Linked DNA regions of Sus scrofa: region 2 is linked to region 1. The links are chromatin contacts, called in public Hi-C maps. All regions are on one chromosome and are shown on one strand. The core of a region is the stretch at or near the end of the contact, and the rest is flanking DNA. Distances in the headings are between cores, read along the strand shown.

Evidence for each region. Hi-C and Micro-C count contacts between places; a contact is called where the count stands out from the background.
Region 2: a Hi-C map of embryonic fibroblasts shows a contact between it and region 1, with 1.8 times the contacts expected there. The contact joins the promoter of PCDH10 here to the promoter of PABPC4L in region 1. A contact is called at or near these places in 1 of 5 promoter capture datasets (liver) and 2 of 47 Hi-C or Micro-C datasets (embryonic fibroblasts and heart right ventricle).

The regions. Positions count from the first base shown.
Region 1 is chr8:92,230,055-92,237,993 of Sscrofa11.1, reverse strand. PABPC4L (polyadenylate-binding protein 4-like) reads right to left here and starts at 3,829. Exons shown (of 2, transcript XM_021101590.1): 1 at 3,270-3,829; 2 at 685-3,267. The coding sequence starts at 3,678. The coding sequence ends at 2,480. The region is part of intron 3 of LOC110262158 (a long non-coding RNA gene); the gene reads right to left.
Region 2 is chr8:93,042,528-93,050,466 of Sscrofa11.1, reverse strand. It overlaps PCDH10 (protocadherin-10), which reads left to right and starts at 3,202. Exons shown (of 6, transcript XM_021101591.1): 1 at 3,202-4,443; 2 at 4,446-6,403. The coding sequence starts at 3,774. It overlaps LOC106504727 (a long non-coding RNA gene), which reads right to left and starts at 2,804. Exons shown (of 7, transcript XR_002346795.1): 1 at 2,660-2,804; 2 at 899-972.

The sequences.
Region 1 (7,939 bases), core at 2,580-5,079:
GAAATGCTGTTCAATTAACTTTTGAAGTAATAAAAGTAAAATAAATAACTATGAAATATTTTATCTTTGCATATCAAGTTGAACTGGCTAACAACTTAAAATCTTTTGTTCTTGGAGCATTTGCAAATGAGCAGTTACTCACACTAATAATGGAAATATTAAGTGGCACAAATTTAAAAACAAATATTTGGGCAAATTTATCAAAATAATTTTTAAAATTGCTGTCCTTTTAAACATTTATTCCAATGAATTATACATTTTCTTAAGAAAATACTTATATATATCAGCACACATGGGTTTGCAAGGATATTTATCTCCAAATTGTTTATGATAGAGAAAAAAAGAAAAAGGGAGGAAACAATCTAGTAACCTGTATGTTTATCTAGAGGAAATTGTTATATTATGGTACAAACATTAAAGGAAAGATACATGTCATTGAAATTATAGTGCAAATAATTATTTGTGGTCATGGACGAGACTACGGCATATTGTCTAAGAAAACAATTTCAGGAGTTCCCATTGTGGCGCAGCAGAAATGTATCTAACTAATATCCCTGGCCTTTCTCAGTGGGTTAAAGATTTGGCATTGCCATGAGCTGTGGTGTAGGTCACATCCCTTATTGTTGAGGCTGTGGTTAGGCTGGCAGCTGCAGCTCCGATTCGACGATTCGACCGCTAGCCTAGGAAATTCAATATGCCACGGGTGTGTCCCTAAAAAGCCAAAAAAAAAAAAGAAAAAAGAAAAAAGAAAAAAAGGAAACAATTTCAAACAAGGCTTATAACATGATTCTATTTATGTTAAATTATGTGTATATGCACAGAAAAAAATCGGGAGGAGATGCAACACATTTCAACAGAAGGTCTGTCTGCATAATAAGATTATATGTTGCTGTAATTTTTTCATTGTCCATAATTATTTTCATTGTCTAAATAAGACTTTTAATTTAGAAAATGTGCAATGAATATACACATAGTTCATATAAAAATAAACAGAAACAGATTTTCTCATTCCTTCGTAGCTTAAAGTATTGCCAAAGAAAAATATTTTAATATTTCTTTTGTACTGGTAATATATGAAACAGAAGACTCAAATCTATGGTTATAGGAAATAATTATACAGGATAAAAAGAAAAAACAACAAAACTATTTTCTAGATACCTTTGGTATGAGTGAATCAGAATTTCAAAAGTATTTAAATGTAAATAAATAATTCTATTACTTCCAAACTGCTTTCAAACAGCACATAGTAAAAATCAATAAAATAAAACCCCTTTTAAAAAGTATAGAGGAGCTGAGTAATACAGACAAAAGACAGAAGATAAAGTAAGATCTGGGAATGGGCTGAAATAAAAATTTCGCTGGACAACAGGCTAAGTAATGTGACTTCAATTTAACAGAAAGTCAATTAGTGACCTTCTGATCATGGCTATGGATTACATAGCTCTTACAGTTTTATAAAAGAAGACATGGAGCTCATAAAAATAAAGAAACTTACTTTTCTGAACCCTGAGACAATACTACTACACTGAACAATACAAAACAGCGATTAGAAAACACAGGTGTTAAGCAGAATTTCTATGTCATATATACATATATCTATACACATATGTATATATATGACTTTTATGACACTGCTATCTAGTTAAATAATTAAGGCATCATTTTATGCTGTGTAGTTATGAAGAGAATTAAAACTAGGCCAACTTTTTGACCTAAATTGATATAGTTTTATAACTTAAGGAATGTAGAAGTTAAGGTTTTACTATTCAAGTCACAATTTTGATAACCAGTAAGCACCTGGATCATAGTCAACCAATGGAAAGAATAACAAAATATCCTATAAAGCAGATTTGTAGGCAACATTAAAAGCCTCCATCATTAATTTCAGGCATCAGAAAAATACTCATTTATAAATTTAAAAAAATTCAAATATTTCCTAGTACTTTAAACATTAATTCAAAATGAAATTAGATACTGAATTTGTAGTAGTAATTTTAAAATACTGATTTCTTTAAAAGTTAGATGAGAAATAAAATTTTCTCTTTGTAAAAATACATTACTTTGCAATTCTTAGGTATAAGAACTACTTTGGCATATTTTCATGGAGGAAATTAAAGCTAACAATATTGTTAAGAAAAAGTATGCAATAAATGTAAATAATTATCACATTTCAGTTGGTTCAAAATATAAAATATATCTAATTATACTTATTGCTATGAACACTACATCAAAATCAGAAAAAAAATTACAATATTGTAATTAGAAGGTGTGCCTCTGTAAAAAGAACCAAGCTTCAAAGATTCACTTATTTTTCCTCCAAAGAAAAATAAATAGCTTTGTATATAAAACCTTTGATCACAACATTTACTAAGCTGAGCAGCCATTAGCTGGGATTTGAAATTTACTGAGGACAATGAAGGCAGAGAACACTAACATTCCTCTAACTACTGCAAATTCTGGCTGGTGCAGTTTTCCTGTCCTAGGGCTTCTGGGCCAGGGCGATATTGAGTGGCTTAGAGCCCAAGATGCGGCCATTCATCTCAGTCATCGCTTTAGTGGCCTCCTCAGGAGAGGAGAAGCAGATCAAGCCAAACCCTTTGCTTCGCCCTTCTTCCTGCATTACCTTAACTCTGCTAATTGATCCAAATGAAGAAAATTCCCTCCGTAGTTTTTCATCATCAATGGTCTCATCCAAGTTCTTAATATAGAGCTTTACCCCCTGGCACCGGCGAAACCTTTCACGTTTCAGCTGCTCAAACATTTGCTTTAACTCAGCCTGTCGCTCTGCTTTCTTTTGTGCCCGGCCTACAAAAAGCAGCTGTCCATTTATGTCCTTTCCATTCATTTCTTCAACAGCCTTTTTGGCAGCCTCATGGCTATCAAAACTCACAAAGCCAAAGCCTTTGGATTTCCCACTGGAATCTCTCATCACCTTAACACTCAAGGTTTTGCCATATTTGCTGAAAACTTCCTTCAGTCTCTCATCATCCATGTCATCTCCGAAGTTTTTGATGTAAACATTGGTGAACTCATTGGCTTTGTTTTGAAGCTCTGCTTCTCGATCTTTGCGGTTTTTGAATCTGCCAACAAATAGCCTGCAGTCTTTAAGCAGTGCCCCATTCATCTCCTCGATGGCTCTATCTGCAGCAATCTGGTTCTGAAAGTGCACAAATGCATAGCCCCTGGAGCCCTGATCATCACTCATCACCTTGGAGGACAGGATTTTCCCAAAAGCTGAAAAATGTTCATAAAGGGTTTTATTATCATGGATTTGTCCAGATTCTTGATGAACACGTTCCCAATTCCAGATTTCCTTAAGTAGGCATCACGTTGAGACCACATGAGACGGATGGATTTGCCTTTTATCAGGTCAAAATTCATGGTGTCCAGGGCCTTCTGGGCATCTGCCAGCTGCAGGAAATTCACGTAGGCATAGCCCAGAGAACGTCGGGTGACCAGGTCCCTGCAGATGCGGATGGACAGCACGGGCCCCACAGTGCTGAATTTCTTGAACAGCAGGTCCTCAGTGACATCCGCATGGAGGTCACCCACGTACAGGGAGGCCTGGCGGTACTTGGCTGCTATATTCATCTCCTCGCTCCTCACCACCGCAAGTCGGTAAAGAGCTCTTGGAGCGATTTCTGCATGTGGCCAGATCACACTTTGGCCTGGGTTCATGCGTGGTGGCCTGAGTCACTGCTTTGGGGGCCAAGCAGTGGGGTTCAGAAACAGCCCCCAGAACCAGTCTGGCCTTCCCAAGAAGGTGGTGGCAGAAATTTGGAATCTCAAAGAAAGGCTCCTAGGACAAGCTGGTCCTTCCCCACCAACCGGGAATCTTCAAGTGGAGGTCTGGTCCTCCATCTGACCAGTCTCCACAGGAACTCAGATCGCTGGTTTCTGAATAAAAACAGGCCTCGCTCAGGCCGGTTTAAAGTTACAGCAGTCCGGAGAATTCCACAAGTGGCCTCTGAGGCTGCGGCCTGGGACGCGGAGCGCCTGCGGCAGCGCGGGCGGTCCCCCGTGAGCCCTGAACCGCCCAGGACCAGGTCTTGCAGGCGCCCCTGCTGGGGCTCGGCCGGGGGCTCCTGGGGCTGTGCGCCCACACCGACCTCGGCCACCCTCAGCTACCCTCCGCCCCGTAGATCGCGCACCGCGACCCAGGAAGGACGGGTGGGGGTGGGGAGGTGGACAGACCGACAGAGGGGCGGACGGACAGCCGCGGCTCGGCGCGGGCGGCGGCAGAGCAGGGGCTGGGGGCTCACCCAGGCTGCAGCTGGCGGGGGGCGGGCGGGAAGCCCGGAACTCGCGCACTCAACTTCCCGCGCACTCGCTGCCAAGGGAGATATTTTCTTTTTATATTTTTTGAGAATGTTTTTCTTCCCCCGCCCCTCTCGCCCACTTCCCACACCCTCAGACAGCTCAGCCGAGTAGCTGGAGGCGGTGACTGGGGTGGAGAAAGGCAGCCTAGGGGAGTGGCCCTAATAAACCCACCCGCCCGCAGGGCCTGGCGCGAGTCTGACTGCAGGAGCTTGGCCGTGAGGGAGGGGGTCAGCGCTTGTCCCTTCCTTGCTTCAAACCCTACAGTGGCTTTCTTTGACTCTTGGATAAGATCCATCATCAGCACCTTGTACTACAGAGTTCTGCAGGATTCCTGCTATGTTCCAGCCTCAATTGCTGTTTGGATCCCCTTACTAAACTCCGTGACATGCTGGCCTTTTGCTCAGGGACAATTTTACCAAACTGTGTTCTTTAGCAATAAGTTTAGATGCTGTTTCCAAATAGAAGTTTCCCCTATACAACTTCTGAAAAAGTTTGGTTTCTCTCTTAGAAACTACCTTGTATTTACTTAGCATTTTTCTAATTAAAATATATTGTACATATTCCATGAGGGTAGGGACCATGCCCACTTTACTTCCAGGCTTAACTCAGGGGCTTGCAGAAATGAGATGCTCAGTATTTATTGAAAGAATCTGCTGCATGGAACAGATGAGATATTTAATCTGAGGCTGGTTTCATGTCCAGAGACATGGAAATAGTGTCCCTTGCCTCAGAGAGTACTGTAAAAATTAAATGAATAAATTTGGAAATGTTTAACATAATATCTGCCACAGAATAAGTTTGGAGTAACATAAGTTTCGTTTCCTCTAGCATTAAATAAATTCCTTAACATCATTCCCATAAAACCTTAAATTTTAGTGCATTTTAAGTAATGTTACCTGCAAAACTGAATTGTGTAGATCGGTTTTTATGAGGCTAATTTAGTATTTTTCAAACTTTAATGGACAGAGAAATCCAGAAGGGACCTTGTTTGAAAGCAGATTCTGATTATTTTGGAATTAGCTGGAAACTCTACATTTCCAAAAAGCTCCTAAGTGGTGCAGATTCTTTTGGTCTCTGAACCGCTTTATTTATTTATTTTTACTTTTTTTTTTATTACTCAAATGAATTTATCACATCTGTAGTTGTATAATGATCATAACAACCTGATTTCCATCCCACAGCTTTAAATAGGGCTTTACAACTACTATATCCAGTCTCTTGAGACAGTCTGTGATGGAAGATAATATAAGAAAGGGAATGTGTGTGTGCTCTGTGTGTGCTGTGTGTGTGTGTGTGTGTGTGTGTGTGTATGGATGACTGGGTCACTTGGCTGTACAGCAGAAATTGGCACATTGTAAATCAACTATACATTAATAAAAATAAACAAAAGACTTTACACCTAAACAAGTGAGTCCCCATAGTGGCGTCTTTTCTAATGTGAGCACTAAAAATATGTATTTATTTTACAGAAGATATTCTGAAATATTTCTCTTTCAGAAATACTTTGTTGATACTCTAACAAAATTCAGTCTTAGTAATAATATTAAGCACACACATACACACACACAAAACTAAGCTGGAGGATGATTTTCACTATAAAATCCACATTGCTTTTAATCTATATAATATCGAATAATGGTTGTGTGATTACTCCTAAATTAATTCTAATTATTTTTGCTTGTGAAATTTATTCTGTGTTGCTCCTGTAAGATCATTTATTCAAATAAATAAATAATCTTTTCTTCAGCCACATGCTCTAGGCTGCAATTATTAAAAGAAAAACAACCACTGATATAGCTGGTGTATACCATTCAGAGGATTTCAGCATATGCTTTAAAAACTCAGACACTTTCTGCATTGTTAAAGTAAATAAGTGATCATATCATATTCGATATTATCAGATTTTTTAAAAAGAAAGTTCCTAAGTGTGCATTTCCTGAGAATTTTTTTGAGATCTCTTATTATTTGGAAAAATGCCTAAGATTACATTAGTTTTTTATACAACAATAATTCAGCTATAGCAAGATACCATAATATTTCAAAATCTCCTGGACTCTTCACTTCAGTGTAATCTTCACTAAACACTTGGTAAAAAGTGAAGAAGGGTTTTCAAAATCAGAATTCAGTGCTGTGGTCTCTAATCAACTTATAGGCACACTTGAGTACAAACCTCAATTTGTCAAATGACTGCCAATCATGCTCATTCCTATTGATACTACTCATTATACTGCTTTCAGGTTTATATTTTAACAAAGTAAGCATATTTAAGCATCTATGATTCTTCCCTCTCTTTAATCATCTAAATCTCATCATTTTGTCAGATGTGTTGATTCAGTAATTTCTTAATTGGTATGTCTTTTACATTTGCCCTTTCTTTCTAGTCCCATTACTATTGCTTTTGCCTCATTTCCCTGTGTATTATTGCATGAGTTTTATTCATTCATCTTCTTTTGTTTATATGTCAGTCTGTTTATATGGCAGTCCACTGTGCATTTTGCTGCTAGAATAATCTTACGAACAATTCTTTCATAAGATTTTAGTTAAAAAAAGTTACTTCCAACATTTTGCAATCTCAATTTTAGCCTAGCTACATATATCTTCTATCAAGCTAATTTATTATTTGTTCTATATAGACATGCAGTTAATGTTTTAAAAATATCCTTTCCTCATAACTATGCAAATTCTATCATCCTTCAGGCCCATTTATACCAACATACTTTTTTTTTTTCTCTCAATAGTCCAGCTGATACTGATTACTTTTTCTTTTCTGAAACAATTTATTTAACTTATACATTACATATTTGTACTCAATTTTAGCATCAGCCCATTGGCTTCGGTGGGCCTTAACTTGAAACTGATATTGCCTATGTTAATTATCTTCTGTTTTCTTTAGCAAGTTGTTGCAGCTTTGCATATTGCTAACTTCCATATCTCCTAAATTCCCTAAATATTCTGAAAATGTTTTAATTAAGTGCCAAAAGTTTTTCTTCATTTTTAAGTAAACTGTAAGTTTGCCCATCTTATCTTAGTTCAATTGCCATTCAATGCACAAGTTTGCTGTGTGGGTGGCTCAAAGAACTAAGAGGAAATAAGATGATATTTTGTTTAAATGGCAGTAAAACTGTCAGTGTTTCTGTTCCTTGACACTGACAGTGATAGAGGTCAATGGTTACTTTAGCATATATTGTGAAGAAATGAATTGCTATTTTGAGTATGAGAATGCATTTTAAAATAGAAATCTTTTGTACTAATTAGACCAAAGTAGTTTCTGACATCTGCTTAAATCATTGCTCTGATGTAATCAACTATCGATAAAAATTTTCTTATTTTTGTTTAAAATGGTCTTTATTACCTTAATAGAAAGTAATTATATGAATGAAACTTGCTTTTATTATATTTTGAAAGTGCCCTGTTCAATGTTTACTGCAAAGTGTAATTTATATCTCTTAGATTGTTTCAATTTTATTTGACAATTATGATCCCTTTCAGTTATAATCATTTTATAGTTTTTTACCAAAATATAGTGTTAACTTTCTTAGAATGAAGTATATGATTTACATATCAGAGTTACACTTCTCCAGAGCATATAGAAATGTCACAAAGAATAATGTTTGATTAT
Region 2 (7,939 bases), core at 1,953-4,452, 810 kb before region 1:
TAATCATGGCCTCACTAAATTCTGGGGTGCGCCGAAGGACAAGTGAAAAAGGAAAAGGAGAGGGGAAAAAAATCTGCTTGATACAGCAAGGAAGAAAGTACACAGGTTACACTTTTGAGACATTTTTAAATGTCAGATTTAAAGTATTGTGTTTCCTGGGTGACGGGGTGGGGCTCTTTAATGGTATCAGAGTAAGGAGGCAGAGATGGCTGTTAATGCCAATATTTGAATCTTGGCCCGGGACAAAATGCTCTCGAATTGCTGTTGGCTGGAGCTACTTAGAGGAAGGCGGACCGCGGGATTCAAGTCAGCTCTGCCAGAAGGAAGACCCCGTCTTCACCCCGCCGAGATCAGGGCGCCTTGGAGACTAGAAGTCAGAGAGGCGAGACCTCTAGAGGACCCGGGACGGCGTCGCCGGCGCGGATGCAGGCCTCTGAGACCCAAGAAAGCCTGCAGAGCCCCCAACAGGCGAGTCCTGACGAACGAGAGCTCCCGAGCAAAATGCATTGGCTTGCCCTGTGCTGCTTTCGCCGCTAGGAGACGCCTGTAACCCACGTTTGTGGAGAGCGTTCCCCTTTCAAATACACTGCCACCAAAAAAAAAAAAAAAAAAAAAAAAATGCAGCTGAAGTGTTACAGTGGATGTAGTGATTATTTACAGGCAAATCTGGCCATCTCTCCAAGCTCTCATCTACACCTCTGGAAGCTCTCTGGCTCTCAGCGAGTGTCCAAAGTCTGCTCAAACTTCATCTACATTTTGAGAGCACAAACCCTCTGCCCCAAACAATTTCAGGATCTGCATTGTCATTCAGCCGCATGTTTCTCACACGCAAACACGCGCGCACACGCGCACACACACAAGTGCTTCCGTATATACAAATTAAACATTAGAAAATTACCGTCATTTTAAAAATACTCCAGGATCCTGAGTCAGCTTGAAGACCTCAAAACATTTCATTTCAATCCTGTAGATCTAAAGAAAAATCAGGGAAGGGAGGAGGGGTAGAAAGTACAGATACAATGTCGTAATTAATATTCAGATACACTATAATCTCCTTTTCATTGATCCACAGGTCCTTTTATAAACTGCCGCTCCATTCTCAGCCGCAGACGTAAGCTAAAATCATTTTAACTGCAGCGGTTTTCGCTTGGCTTTGGCCAGTCGTCAATTTACTGCAGCTGGAAAAGGATTAGCCATTTTTGCTGGCATCCTTTCCTTCTAACCGCTCAAAGGCAGAACCAAGCTCCATGAAAGAGCAAAGGGGGGTGGGGGGCTAGAGCTGTAGACATGCACTCGCTGGACCCGCAGGGGCATGCCTCAGTCTCTAATCACAACACTCGCCCTCCTTAATTCCCTGCCAGTATGGAATAGCAACGTACCTCGTGGTCAGGGAAACGACTCTCCTTTTCCCTCAGGTTGTGGTGGTGGTACTCTCGGGTCATTCATTACCAGGAAGCCCCAAGGGACCTTCCTATCTTGTGGCATTAGGAGGAAACTGAACTGGGGCTGCTTTGGATGGATAAACAACTCCACTACAGCCCATTATTTAATTAATATAAAATTACGTTTAAAATTTTTTCTTGCAGAATTAACATTCAATCCACTGTCTAGCACTGGAGAGTTCGCGTTGTATTTTAACTTCAAAAGAACTGGGTGCCCGGACGCGCCGCTTTGCCCCGGCGCCTTCAGAGTGAGCACTCAGACCATGTCAAGCGCATCCTTCGGTACCTGGGAGGGTACGTGGAGGAGGCTCAGTTGGGGTTTACATAGAGCTGTGCCCAGTACATAGATGCGAGCCTCGTGAATGTACAAGCGCTTTTGCAGATACCCGCAGCGGCACACACTCGGCCCGGCGTGTACACGGCCCCCACCCACGCACTCACTCTTACCCCCGCCCGCGGAAACGGCCTCCTGGCTGCCCTCTTCCAGCGGTCTTGCCCCAAGCTGGACAACAATCTGGTCTTGCCCCAAGCTGGTCTAGCAAAGGGCGGAGGGGAGGGGTAATCTCCAAACATCAGTAAAAAGCAGAAAAGACCCCAACGCGCCGCCGCCGCGTTGCACTTGGCAGTGGGAAGCGCAGGGATACCCGAGGTGCCTTGCAGCTGCGGGAGGGGTTCAGTGCCCGACGCCAGAGAGTCTGGCTTAGGACCGCTGTCTCGAAAGCAGAGCTCAAAAGAAACTCCTCGGTCATTGATCAAAACGCTCAAACCAGTCCCCAACCGAATTCTATTTGGTAAGAATATTGTAAATATTCGTTTAGGAAGGGAAGAGGTAGCACGTCTCTAAGAGCCGCTAGCCCCCATCTCTGGGCGTGAATCCCACGGCTTTCCACAGGACCCACCTCCACTACATATTCCAACTGCTTCACCCCTTTTCACATGACCCCTTCAGACCCTCACATTTAGTTTGGCACAAGCCATATCATACGCATTTTTAAAATGTCCTGCTAATCTCCGCCCTGCCAGTAAGTGACCCCTCTGCAACTTTTTCCTGTCCCGGAGACTTATTTCCACCATCAGTCGCAAGGAAAACACCTCAAAGGAAAAAGAACGTTAGCGTCATTGGAAACCCCGCTCCTGGGAGAGGATACCTCTACTGCTATTATGTTTTCGCATTTGCTGATGCAAACAGGGAAACCTCTCTATTCCCTCTTGATTACCTGCGGCTGGGGACTGGGAACTTTCCGCGGCCGAGTCCCCAGCCAGCGCCTCGGGACCTGCGGGGCGGTTCTCGCTCTCACACTCACACTCACTCCAGAAGCCTGGGCGCGGGTTCTATCCCGCCCGGCATAGTTGCTGCGTGACGCGCCTGCTTGACGGCCAGTTTGGCCAATTAGCCGTGGCTCGGTGGGTGGTGCTCCTCAGCGATTGGTTGGCAGAATGAGGGCGCTGCGCAAAAACAGAGAAGCAGAGCGCTCGGAGCTCAGAAACTGCTAGCCGAGATCACAGGCTCTGAGGCTGAGGCAGGAGGAGGGAAGGACTTGGAAGGAAGAGAGACAGGTTAGAGGGAAGAAGAGGCTTGGGAAGGAAACAGCAGAAAAGAAACTGCTCATCACACTTACAGAGAGGCAAACGACGGTGGAAATGAGGACAGAGAAAGACAAGACTATGAAAGCCAAAAAATACAAATAGAGCGAAAGAAGAAAAAAATGTCAAGAAGAACATCCATCCGGAGAAATGAAGAGAATGAAAGTTTTATGCTGCAGAGCCGTTTTATTCTTTTCCGGCACAAAATTCTCTCGCTGTTTTTAAGCCCTTTTGCGTTTGCCAGCCGTTGACATTAAGAGGCATGTTCAGCGGTGCCAACAGCATCTCCTCTTCCTTCTCCTCTTCCTCTTCATCTTCCTCCTCCTCCTTCTCTTCCTTTTCCTTCTCCTCCCATCAGCAAGAAGACGAACCGAGGACAGTCTTGAAATATCGAAATTTCCTCCTTGGGATTTGCCAGCGCCGCGTTGCGCCAAGACTGTCGGAATAAAGGACGCTGACTATTGTATTATTATTTTATTAATTGGTCAGTGTCAAGACTACAGATGAGGAAAGGGGACGCCTGTCACCTTTCCTGCGCTAAGATTGAAAAATGAGGCTGAATTGGGTGAAACCCTAAAATGAAGCAGAAGGAATAGATTTTTAAGGAAAGAAAGCCACAGCAGCCCCCCACATAGCTCACTTTTATTCATATTTTTTATTTGAGATTTTTTTTTTTTTTTTGTGGTGGTGGGGGAGGTGATTGGGTGGCTGACTGGCTGCGGGAAGCTGCTTCCTTTCCCTTTGGAGATGATTGTGCTATTATTCTTTGCCTTGCTCTGGATGGTAGAAGGAGTCTTTTCCCAGCTTCACTATACGGTGCAGGAGGAGCAGGAACATGGCACTTTCGTGGGGAATATCGCTGAAGATCTGGGCTTGGACATTACAAAACTTTCAGCTCGCGGGTTTCAAACGGCGCCCAACTCTCGGACCCCTTACTTGGACCTCAACCTGGAGACTGGGGTGCTGTACGTGAACGAGAAGATTGACCGCGAGCAAATCTGCAAGCAGAGTCCCTCCTGCGTCCTGCACCTAGAGGTATTCCTGGAGAACCCCCTGGAGCTGTTTCGGGTGGAGATTGAGGTGTTGGACATCAATGACAACCCCCCCTCCTTCCCGGAGCCGGACCTGACTGTGGAAATCTCTGAGAGCGCCACGCCAGGCACTCGCTTCCCTTTGGAGAGCGCATTCGACCCAGACGTGGGTACGAACTCCTTGCGCGACTACGAGATCACCCCCAACAGCTACTTCTCCCTAGACGTGCAGACCCAGGGGGATGGCAACCGATTCGCCGAGCTGGTGCTGGAGAAGCCACTGGACCGAGAGCAGCAAGCGGTGCACCGCTACGTGCTGACCGCGGTGGACGGGGGAGGAGGGGGAGGAGGAGAAGGAGGAGGAGGAGGAGGCGGGGGAGGGGGCCTGCTCCCCAGCAGCAGCGCACGGGCACGGCCCTACTCACCATCCGAGTGCTGGACTCCAACGACAATGTGCCCGCCTTCGACCAACCCGTCTACACTGTGTCCCTACCGGAGAACTCCCCGCCGGGCACGCTCGTGATCCAGCTTAATGCCACAGATCCAGATGAGGGCCAGAATGGTGAGGTCGTGTACTCCTTCAGCAGCCACATTTCGCCCCGGGCGCGAGAGCTCTTCGGACTCTCTCCTCGCACTGGCCGACTGGAGGTGAGCGGCGAGCTAGACTACGAAGAGAGCCCGGTGTACCAAGTATACGTACAAGCCAAGGACCTGGGCCCCAACGCCGTGACCGCGCACTGCAAGGTGATAGTGAGAGTGCTGGATGCTAACGACAACGCGCCGGAGATCAGCTTCAGCACCGTGAAGGAAGCGGTGAGCGAGGGCGCGGCGCCCGGCACAGTTGTGGCCTTGTTCAGCGTGACCGACCGCGACTCAGAGGAGAATGGACAGGTGCAATGCGAGCTGCTGAGGGATGTGCCGTTCCGCCTCAAGTCTTCCTTCAAAAACTACTATACCATAGTGACCGAGGCCCCTCTAGACCGAGAGGCGGGGGACTCCTACACCCTGACCGTGGTAGCTCGGGACCGGGGCGAGCCTGCGCTCTCCACCAGTAAGTCAATACAGGTACAAGTGTCAGATGTGAACGACAACGCACCGCGGTTCAGCCAGCCGGTCTACGACGTGTATGTGACCGAGAACAACGTGCCTGGTGCCTACATCTACGCGGTGAGCGCCACAGATCGTGATGAGGGCGCCAACGCCCAGCTAGCCTACTCTATCCTGGAGTGCCAGATCCAGGGCATGAGCGTCTTCACTTACGTGTCCATCAACTCCGAGAACGGCTACTTGTACGCCCTGCGCTCCTTCGACTATGAGCAGCTTAAGGACTTCAGCTTCCAGGTGGAAGCCCGGGACGCCGGCAGCCCCCAGGCGCTGGCTGGCAACGCCACTGTTAACATCCTCATCGTGGATCAGAACGACAACGCCCCTGCCATAGTGGCGCCCCTTCCAGGGCGCAACGGGACTCCGGCGCGCGAGGTGCTGCCCCGCTCCGCGGAGCCGGGCTACCTGCTGACCCGCGTGGCCGCGGTGGACGCGGACGACGGCGAGAACGCCCGGCTCACCTACAGCATTGTGCGGGGCAACGAAATGAACCTCTTCCGCATGGACTGGCGCACCGGGGAGCTTCGCACAGCGCGGCGGGTGCCGGCCAAGCGCGACCCCCAGCGGCCTTACGAGCTGGTGATCGAGGTGCGCGACCATGGGCAGCCTCCTCTGTCCTCCACCGCCACCCTGGTGGTGCAGCTGGTGGATGGCGCTGTCGAGCCCCAGGGTGGGGGCGGGGGTGGTGGCGGGAGTTCAGGGGAGCACCAACGCCCGAGTCGCTCCGGCGGTGGGGAGACCTCGCTGGACCTCACCCTCATCCTCATCATTGCGCTGGGCTCGGTGTCCTTCATTTTCCTGCTGGCCATGATCGTGCTTGCGGTGCGTTGCCAAAAAGAGAAGAAACTCAACATCTACACGTGTCTGGCCAGCGACTGCTGCCTCTGTTGCTGCTGCTGTGGCGGCGGGGGCTCGACCTGCTGCGGCCGCCAAGCTCGAGCGCGCAAGAAGAAACTCAGCAAGTCGGACATCATGCTGGTGCAAAGCTCCAATGTACCCAGTAACCCGGCCCAAGTGCCGGTGGAGGAGTCCGGGGGCTTTGGCTCCCATCACCACAACCAGAATTACTGCTACCAGGTCTGCCTGACCCCTGAGTCCGCCAAGACCGATCTGATGTTCCTTAAACCCTGCAGCCCTTCCAGGAGTACGGACACTGAGCACAACCCCTGCGGGGCCATCGTCACTGGCTATACAGACCAGCAGCCTGACATCATCTCCAACGGAAGCATTTTGTCCAACGAGGTAAGGCTGAAGCGAAAGGACCACCATCTCTCATCTCCTCCATCTGAAAGCCTCCTCTAGTCGGCCCTTGTATCTCTGGTGCACTGTGTATTTATTTTTAGGATGTTAGCTTACTTGTTTCCTTGTTGGGTCAGAAATTGGGGGATCACCTCTCCCACCCCTTCGTGTATAACTTAAACTTCGTGGTGTCCCTAATTTTCTGCACTCCACCCACCCCTCCACGCTTATTTTCATCCCCCTCCTTTGGTGCTTTGCCGCCTTGGACCTTCCTACTTCCCTCTGGCATCTCTCCTTTAAAAGCCTGAGACCCTCTTCAGTCACGTCCCTTAGAAATCTGGGGGGAAAGGGGAAAGTGCGCGGGGGAGAGGGAAATGCGGTTGGAGGGACTTTCTGGCACTGGCAAAGGATTTTTTTCTCTTTGCATTTGCCCCGGGCGTTAATAAAGTTAATTGTTTTGCTTTGTTTATCGATGCTTTCAGTCGCGTGTAAAAGTAAGATATAGATTGTTTAACGTTGCACAGTTGTTTGAACTCGAATGCATGTTTTAGTGAATAAGTTATCAGATCCTTGTCCTCTGAACTCGGGTTGCAGAAAAGCCTTCACTTGTGCTCTGGACAGCATTTACAGACGCTCTTGAAGCCGAACGCCCACACAGTGTGAATTTGAATGAAGTTGCTTTGGCAAAACCCCTGTAAGCTTAAACTAACGAAAGGCTTAAACAATTGTTGTCTTAAATATATCTTTAGGCTAATAATCACTTTCTTGCAACCTTTTTTTGGTCAAAATCACTGCTACTGGCTTTCTTCATCTAAGAATTTGGCTTGTCAATTCCTATTTCTTTTTATAAGATGGAGAAGTGGCAAAGTGGAAAGGAGGGAGGGAGGGGGAGAATAGAGTTGTTTCATGTAAAAGAAAGTTTGGACCGGAAAAGGTGTGTGGGTGGTGGAGGCGGGAGGAGAAAGCAGAGGGTGTTCGGAGGGGGAAAGAATTGGGCTAGAGGGGAAGGAGGTTTATGAACTCCTTTCATGGCAGGTTATTTTATTTGAATCTTAGATATTATTGACTTTCATGAATATTTGTACAGCTCATTTGTATCTTAAGCACATTTTGACAATAAACAACAAAATAATTCCATAAAATATCCAAACTTTTTGCTTATTGAGCGTGCTGTTTTTCTTGTGTCAACCAGTATGCACCTAAACACATTTTTAGGCCCCTGAAAGAAAGACTGCAGCCTATAACTAGGTTGACTCTATTAGAAACAATAGTTTATGAGCCCCAGCTATGAGATCATTTTCATTCTCTCCTTAAACACACACACAATTTAAAATTGGCCTTTGATTTCTGCATTTTTTAACCTTTACTGAAAATCTAGATTGAAGTGTCTCTGAATATCTTCTTGCCTTTACCCAGCAATCACTAGTCTGAAGTTTTAGGACAGCCTAGAAATTCACAAAAATGTACACAATTACTTAAGCTAGAATTAGTTTTTAACCTCCAAAGCAGACTGTTAGTTAAACCCTCAGCATTCAAATG